Regions from separate parts of the Rattus norvegicus genome. Here region 1 is linked to region 2. Evidence: chromatin contacts called from public Hi-C data. All regions are on one chromosome and are shown on one strand. Each heading gives the region's core, a stretch centred on a gene start, on an enhancer-like site or on the middle of the called end of the contact. The rest is flanking DNA. Distances are from core to core; before and after follow the strand shown.

Region 1 (3,007 bases), core at 374-2,873, 330 kb after region 2:
GGCCATGACTTGTGACAACTTACATATACATAGACATATATACATATACAGCTTACATAGACGCAGAGCCTCAGACTCCTCTGAAGAACGGGTTGATTCTGTGCTCTGCAGAGATGCTGGGAGAGTGTATAAAAAGGTCAAGAAAGCAGGCTTAGAAAGAAGGGCAACTCTACCTAGTGTCTCCTTACAATTTTGTTTTACGTCCTCTTCTGCCCACAGAGCCCTTAAGACACTCCCTACTTTCTGCATCATTCCTGGTGTCTTGTAGGAACAAGTTAGTGAATGATCACTCTGTAAACACATACCTACAGGTCCTCCTTACCTTGGGCTCTGGAACACCCGGTGAAGTCTGTGGGTAGGAGGGTCTGGCTGAGGTTGAGTGTATCAAGTAATCAACTGGCAGTACCCTCTGGGGAGTGGCCTGTGGTTTCCTGCTCCCCTCTTGGGTGAGAGATCCAAGGGTGGTGGGAGCCAAGGCTTAGGCAAAGGCTCAGGCACAGCAGGGTGTGGGAGGGAGTGAGACTATAGTAGAGGTGAGTGGAAGGTATGGATTCGAAGACTTTCGGATTAAAAAAAAAGCAAAAAAAAAAACCAAAAACCAAAACAAAACAAAAAACCAAAAAACAAAACGGTCCAACCAGTGAGATGTGGCTTGCTCTGAGTTGCTAATTATGCAGGGCTTAGATCTCAAAAACAGTCTGTGCTCTGGGGCCACTGCTGACATCCAAGTCAGGCCCAGAAGCTCTTGGTCTTCATCTTTCCTTTCCCTCTCAGGCTGCTTGAAGCTGATTGAGGTATTCCTTGTTTAGAACTCTGTTCAGCCGGTTCCTGATGAGTCTCCCTGTTCCTCCCAGTTCTCTCCATGTTTCTTTTGCTTTGAAGTACAAAGGAATACAGTTGCAGGGGTTACATGGCACTCCCCTATTCACTTTTAGGGTTACCACAAAAGCTTGTGATTCTTTCCCTCCTTAGGACTGAGCTTCTACCCCCGCACACAGGCCTAACTTTGGTTTCCCCACCCATAATGGGGCACCCACCCCCACCCCCGCCCCACCCCACCCCAAGAAAAAGAAAAAAGAAAAAGAAAGAAATGAAACGGCCAGCTGGCTCTTACCCACTTTGGGCAGCAGGTGTTTCCTCCCTAGCTTCCCTTTTGCATCTCATACTTGTTGCTTGCACACCCTCACCCCTCTCTTGCTGCCTTTTTCAAATTAATAGCCTGCAACTTCCCTTGCATATAGAGAATGGTTCCCAGGTTCTTACTGGGATTAGTGAACGCTCTTTTTGCTGAGGAAATGCTTCTAACACCACCAAGTGCTGTACCCCTCAAAGTTGGTGAAGCTCTAGATTCACTGGGCTGTACAAGGGACACTTGGGAAAAATCTGAACAGGACAAGCCTGAGGGTGTGAGTGGGGTTGGCTCATCTACACAGGAGCTGCGACTGAGAGGGAAAGGGCCCCCAAACATCTTTGCTACCACTGCCTTCTTAAGTTTGGGGACTTGGGAAATCCCGTTGTTTAGATCTTGACCGGTGATCAGGAAGTCAGCAGTAGAGGAAGGCCCCGGAAGGAGGGGCCAGCGCGGACTCGCCCGCGGCAGGGCGGGGACCAACAGAGGGGCCTCGGGGCTAGGGGAGCGCCGCCCCGCCCTCCCGGGGAAGGACCACATTGCTTGCTAGCAGGAAGGCCAGCCAGACCGGAGGAGGCCGCTCCAGCGTTGGGTGTTGCCGGTCCGGGGCTAGCCTGGATCCGGGCAGGGTGAGTTGAGACGATCGGGTGAGCTGGGCCGGGGACGCCAGCGTCTTCAGTCCTGGGGATTGTCCCAGGAGGGCAAGGAGCTTGGAGGAGGGAGGCCGCACAGCTAGGGGAGTCAGGTCTGAGTCCCGAGTGTGCTCTAAAGCCGGGGCGGTGAGAGTGGCGGCCCGCCCGGGGCCGCGCAGCGCGCAGTCTCCCCCGCGTGGGGAAGTGGTAACTTAACGCACAGCCACAGGATTCCCGGCCTTTAGCTGCTGGAGGGAGGGTGGCTTCTCCCGGAGGAGTCTGTTGTGAAACTCGGTTGGAGGGCACCGTGGGTGCGGGCAAGGGAGAGATGGGGTCGCCCTGAAGAAGTGGGGGGCTGGAGTAGAAAGTGGACTTTGTGCAAACCTCACCCCAGAGTAGTTAGTTACCAAGGCTGGTTTTTTTTTTTTTTTTTTTTTTTGCTCAGACACAAGGAAAATTTGACTCAATGTTAAAATATGTAATTTGGCAAGAAAACTTTTTTCCTAGCCTCCTTGCTAATATAGTTGGAACAGGGGGCTCCCAAGAGGTATAGAGTCCCCCATTTTACAAAATGTGGTTCAGTGGGACTGTGGCCCACCCAGTCGTGTCTCCATGGAAGAGTGGCTTTCTGGTGAAGCTTTATTTTCCTTAACCTTTACTACTGTAATGGCTCTTGTGCTTGAGAATATTGTTGGCCAGCTTTATTGTCTTCATTTCTAATACTATTTAGACTAGAGTGTTCTAGATTCTAGGGTCTTCCTGTTTCCAGTCACCAGTCCTTGGCTTTTTAGTATGGAAATCACCAGTAATGGCAATATTACATCCCTGCTTCTGTTTCTTAGAAGGCTCTATTACAGTGTGTTCAAACTCCGTGTCATTGCAACAGGTTAAACTAACTTTCTACGTAGGACATCAGGGTATTGACATTCTCATCCTAAAGTCAGTTTGTCTGTTTCCAGAGGAGGAACTGAAGCAGTGGTTCTTTAAGTAACTGACTCAGGGCTTTCCTGCCTGGCGCGCCTGCCAGGCATTGTGTAGCATTGTACTGCATCTCTTTGACCAGTTCCCCAGGTGAAGAGCCTGCATCCCTCCTAGGTCTTACCTTCTTTATCCTTGAATTATTTAGCACATCTGCTCGGTCTTCTTCTCAGTTCCTCTGTCCCTCTGAAATTATGGAGCCTGGTCTATCACACAGAGTATAACAACAGAAAGTAATTCGCTGAGATAGCTGTTATCTGTAATGGGT
Region 2 (2,796 bases), core at 244-2,743:
CAGGCTTGAAAAACCCCAAAGAAGAGTATAGAGCCCTGTGGCTGTCGACCCAACTAGAGGTGGGGGTTAGGCCTGGAGAAGAGAATCAGACCAGTGAGGAATGTCTTTTGAGCCTCCTCACAGACACACAGAACGGAGAGCATGCTTGCCCACACCTGCCCGTAGCTGCATGAAAGGTGGCAGGCACCACACAATTCCCTCTGCTGCCACTTTATCCCATCTTAGTTCATCGAGCAGAGTTTCGCTATTTTCTACTTCAATTAATTAACTTGGAAACATGCTTATTATAAACCACTAAATAAATTTCATGGCTTACCTGATGTAAAATTTACAAGTGGATTTTTTTTCTGCATAGGCTCTATGCGTGGTTTGTGTATAAAACAATTATTATGAATCTCTCTCAGAAAGACTCAAGGAAACATGGGAACCAGACTGGACTAGTAATGAACCAAAAATCAAGGATTTTTGGGAACTGGTATCCTTGTGTGTGCTAAAACCCTCATTAATTCTTTGTTTGATTACTATTAGGAAAGACAGAAAAAAAATCACGATGTTTATTTGGAAAGTGTGACAAACTTCCTCATGGTGAATGGGGACAATCCTGAGTCCACATGCTCTGGGAAGATGGTATTTGAAAAGCTCCCACCTCATTAACTATAAATTTACAGATTGGTGAATGAGGTGGTTCCTTAAACAGAGCCATTTTTTTTTCAGTGCAAATAAAACATTTTAATGGAGTCAGACAAAAAAGTCATTAAGATACCTTATACTCAAATCCCACCCTGAGTTCTATCCCACTGATAAGAAACAAATTCTTTTTCTTCCCCCATATTTTTTCATGTATTCCGATCTCGGGCGTTTACTTTGTGCAGATATGAAGAGGCACTATCTTAGATTCCAAGAGAATATGAGTTGGCACACTCTGCCTTCCTTCTTCAAATTTAGCCAACATCAGAAAATCCACAAGGCCGAGAATATACAGGTGAGGTAAACATTTGCCTCCAGTCTGGTGGCTTAGACGGATCTGAGTAGCAAAGATTCAGCAGGGTTGTGTGGTACTGAAGACAGTCAGAGAGAGGCTCTGCTGTAGACACTGCATGAGCAAAGGAAGCCAGGCCCAAAGGTCACGTGACCTGGCTTCACGGGTTTTTATCGTTCATATTGTAGGGAAGAAAAGTTGGGGGTGGCCAAGCTTACTTACCTGATCCAGAAGAGTTATGTGTGATTCAATGTTAGTGGGCTTCCTGTAACGTCACCCCCTCCTTCTTTCTTAGAAATAAACGTTGCGGTCCTCCGGCAAAAGTTCTCTACAGAGAGACCCAGAACTGGAATCTAGACCCGGATGTTTAGAGATGAGATGCAGAGGTCTGGAGTTCTGAGAGGAGTGAACCAAGACGAGGTCTGATCGGGTGGATTTCCTTTCTGCCTCTGGTCTCTAAGCAGTTTGTCCTGCAGTTTCTAGATCTGAGATCTGTTTGCCAGGGCCCAGCCGGGAGGGGACTCCCAATAGAGAGTCGGTTTCAGTTTCTATTCCTTGAAACGAACTGGTTTTCAGAATTGGGCTGGGCCGGCTGCCTAGTATTCTTCAAATAGGAGCAGAGCCCTGCTGTGCTGACCCAAGTTCAACAGGGCTGAGATGAGGGATTGGGGGGAGGCGGGGGCGGGTGGTGGAAGTGGGGGTGGGGCCATTGGGGTGGGAATTGTGTCCGCTTAGGGATTTTAACAGCCAGCCCAACATCAGAGCATTCTGTGCCTGAACCCTTTTCACATACATGGACACCACCTGTGGAGATGCTGGCCCTGGGTAATGTTAACCTCAAGACCCAGCAAACTCAGGCCCCTCAAGTGCTTGGAGGTGGCACTGAGATCTCGTTCCGTATGATTTGTTTTCCCTGTTCACTCGCTCACTTGGTTACTCACTGTCTTTTTAAGGGAGAATGTCAGAACACCGGCGCCTTGTCCTTCCTAGTGTTTGAGTGGGAAGAGGGTCTGAGCTGAGAGGGGGCATATTTCATTTTCCTTAGATCCTGGAGGTAGATTATTAGAGAGTCAGATACCTGAGCAAAAAGCAGGGATTGGACACTTTGACGGTGGCATAGAAGCACTGACCCCTGTGTGATGTTCTTCTCATGAAGAAAAGCAGAAATGTTTTCTAGCAACCGGCTACGGTCACAGTGTCAAAGCGGGCAGTGAGGAGGAGTGGAACTGCTTTCAGAGCCGTGGGCGGCTCCGTAATTCTCTTTGCTGCTCTGCGGTCCGGTCCGGGCGAGCTCTCACTGCACAGCTGAGCAAAGAGAAGCAGAGCTGAGCCTGTTCCATCCTCACTGCGCGAGTGAGGGAGAGGAATGAGGAGGCCCCTACTGGCGCTTTCTGGTGTCCCCAACACAACGTCTGCCCATTACAGGCTCAGTATTGACCAGAGGTTTGGGCAATGCGATCCTCTGGTCACAAGGAGCCCTCTCTGTCATCCCTCCGAGTGACCAGTAATGTGATCCTCTGCTAGTGCTGGTGGCTTTCTCTTTTTCCTTACTGGAAAAGACTGAGTTGCTGTGAATAGGAACAAATGTCAGCTGCTTTCACTTTCCTGTTTAACAAACTGGAGGGTCTGAGTGAAAGCTAGCATCTACCTTTGTTTGATCTCTCTAAGCCCTCAGCTTCTCTCCTTAAAGCCTGAGGAGAAACCAGGCTGCTGCAAATCTCTGGCTAATTTCGATCTTTAGAGACCGGAAAATTATATGTCCTGCTTTCTTTATGTGATTTCTATAAGAACAAACAGGAACAGGTCTGAGGACAGTA

The links. Hi-C and Micro-C count contacts between places; a contact is called where the count stands out from the background.
Region 1: a contact with region 2 is called in a Hi-C map of psoas muscle, with 2.0 times the contacts expected there. The contact joins the enhancer-like site here to the promoter of Irgm in region 2. A contact is called at or near these places in 2 of 12 Hi-C or Micro-C datasets (the Rat2 cell line and psoas muscle).

Annotation. Positions count from the first base shown.
Region 1 is chr10:34,069,763-34,072,769 of GRCr8, forward strand. All of the region lies in intron 1 of Mgat1 (alpha-1,3-mannosyl-glycoprotein 2-beta-N-acetylglucosaminyltransferase), which reads left to right. Among named protein-coding and RNA genes, the nearest start is that of Mgat1, 4.9 kb to the left of the region's middle. Within about 2 kb of position 1,624, at least 82 of the 93 cell types and tissues checked have an H3K27ac peak or open chromatin away from gene starts, as enhancers often do.
Region 2 is chr10:33,741,085-33,743,880 of GRCr8, forward strand. It overlaps Irgm (immunity-related GTPase M), which reads right to left and starts at 1,494. Exons shown (of 3, transcript NM_001012007.1): 1 at 1,202-1,494.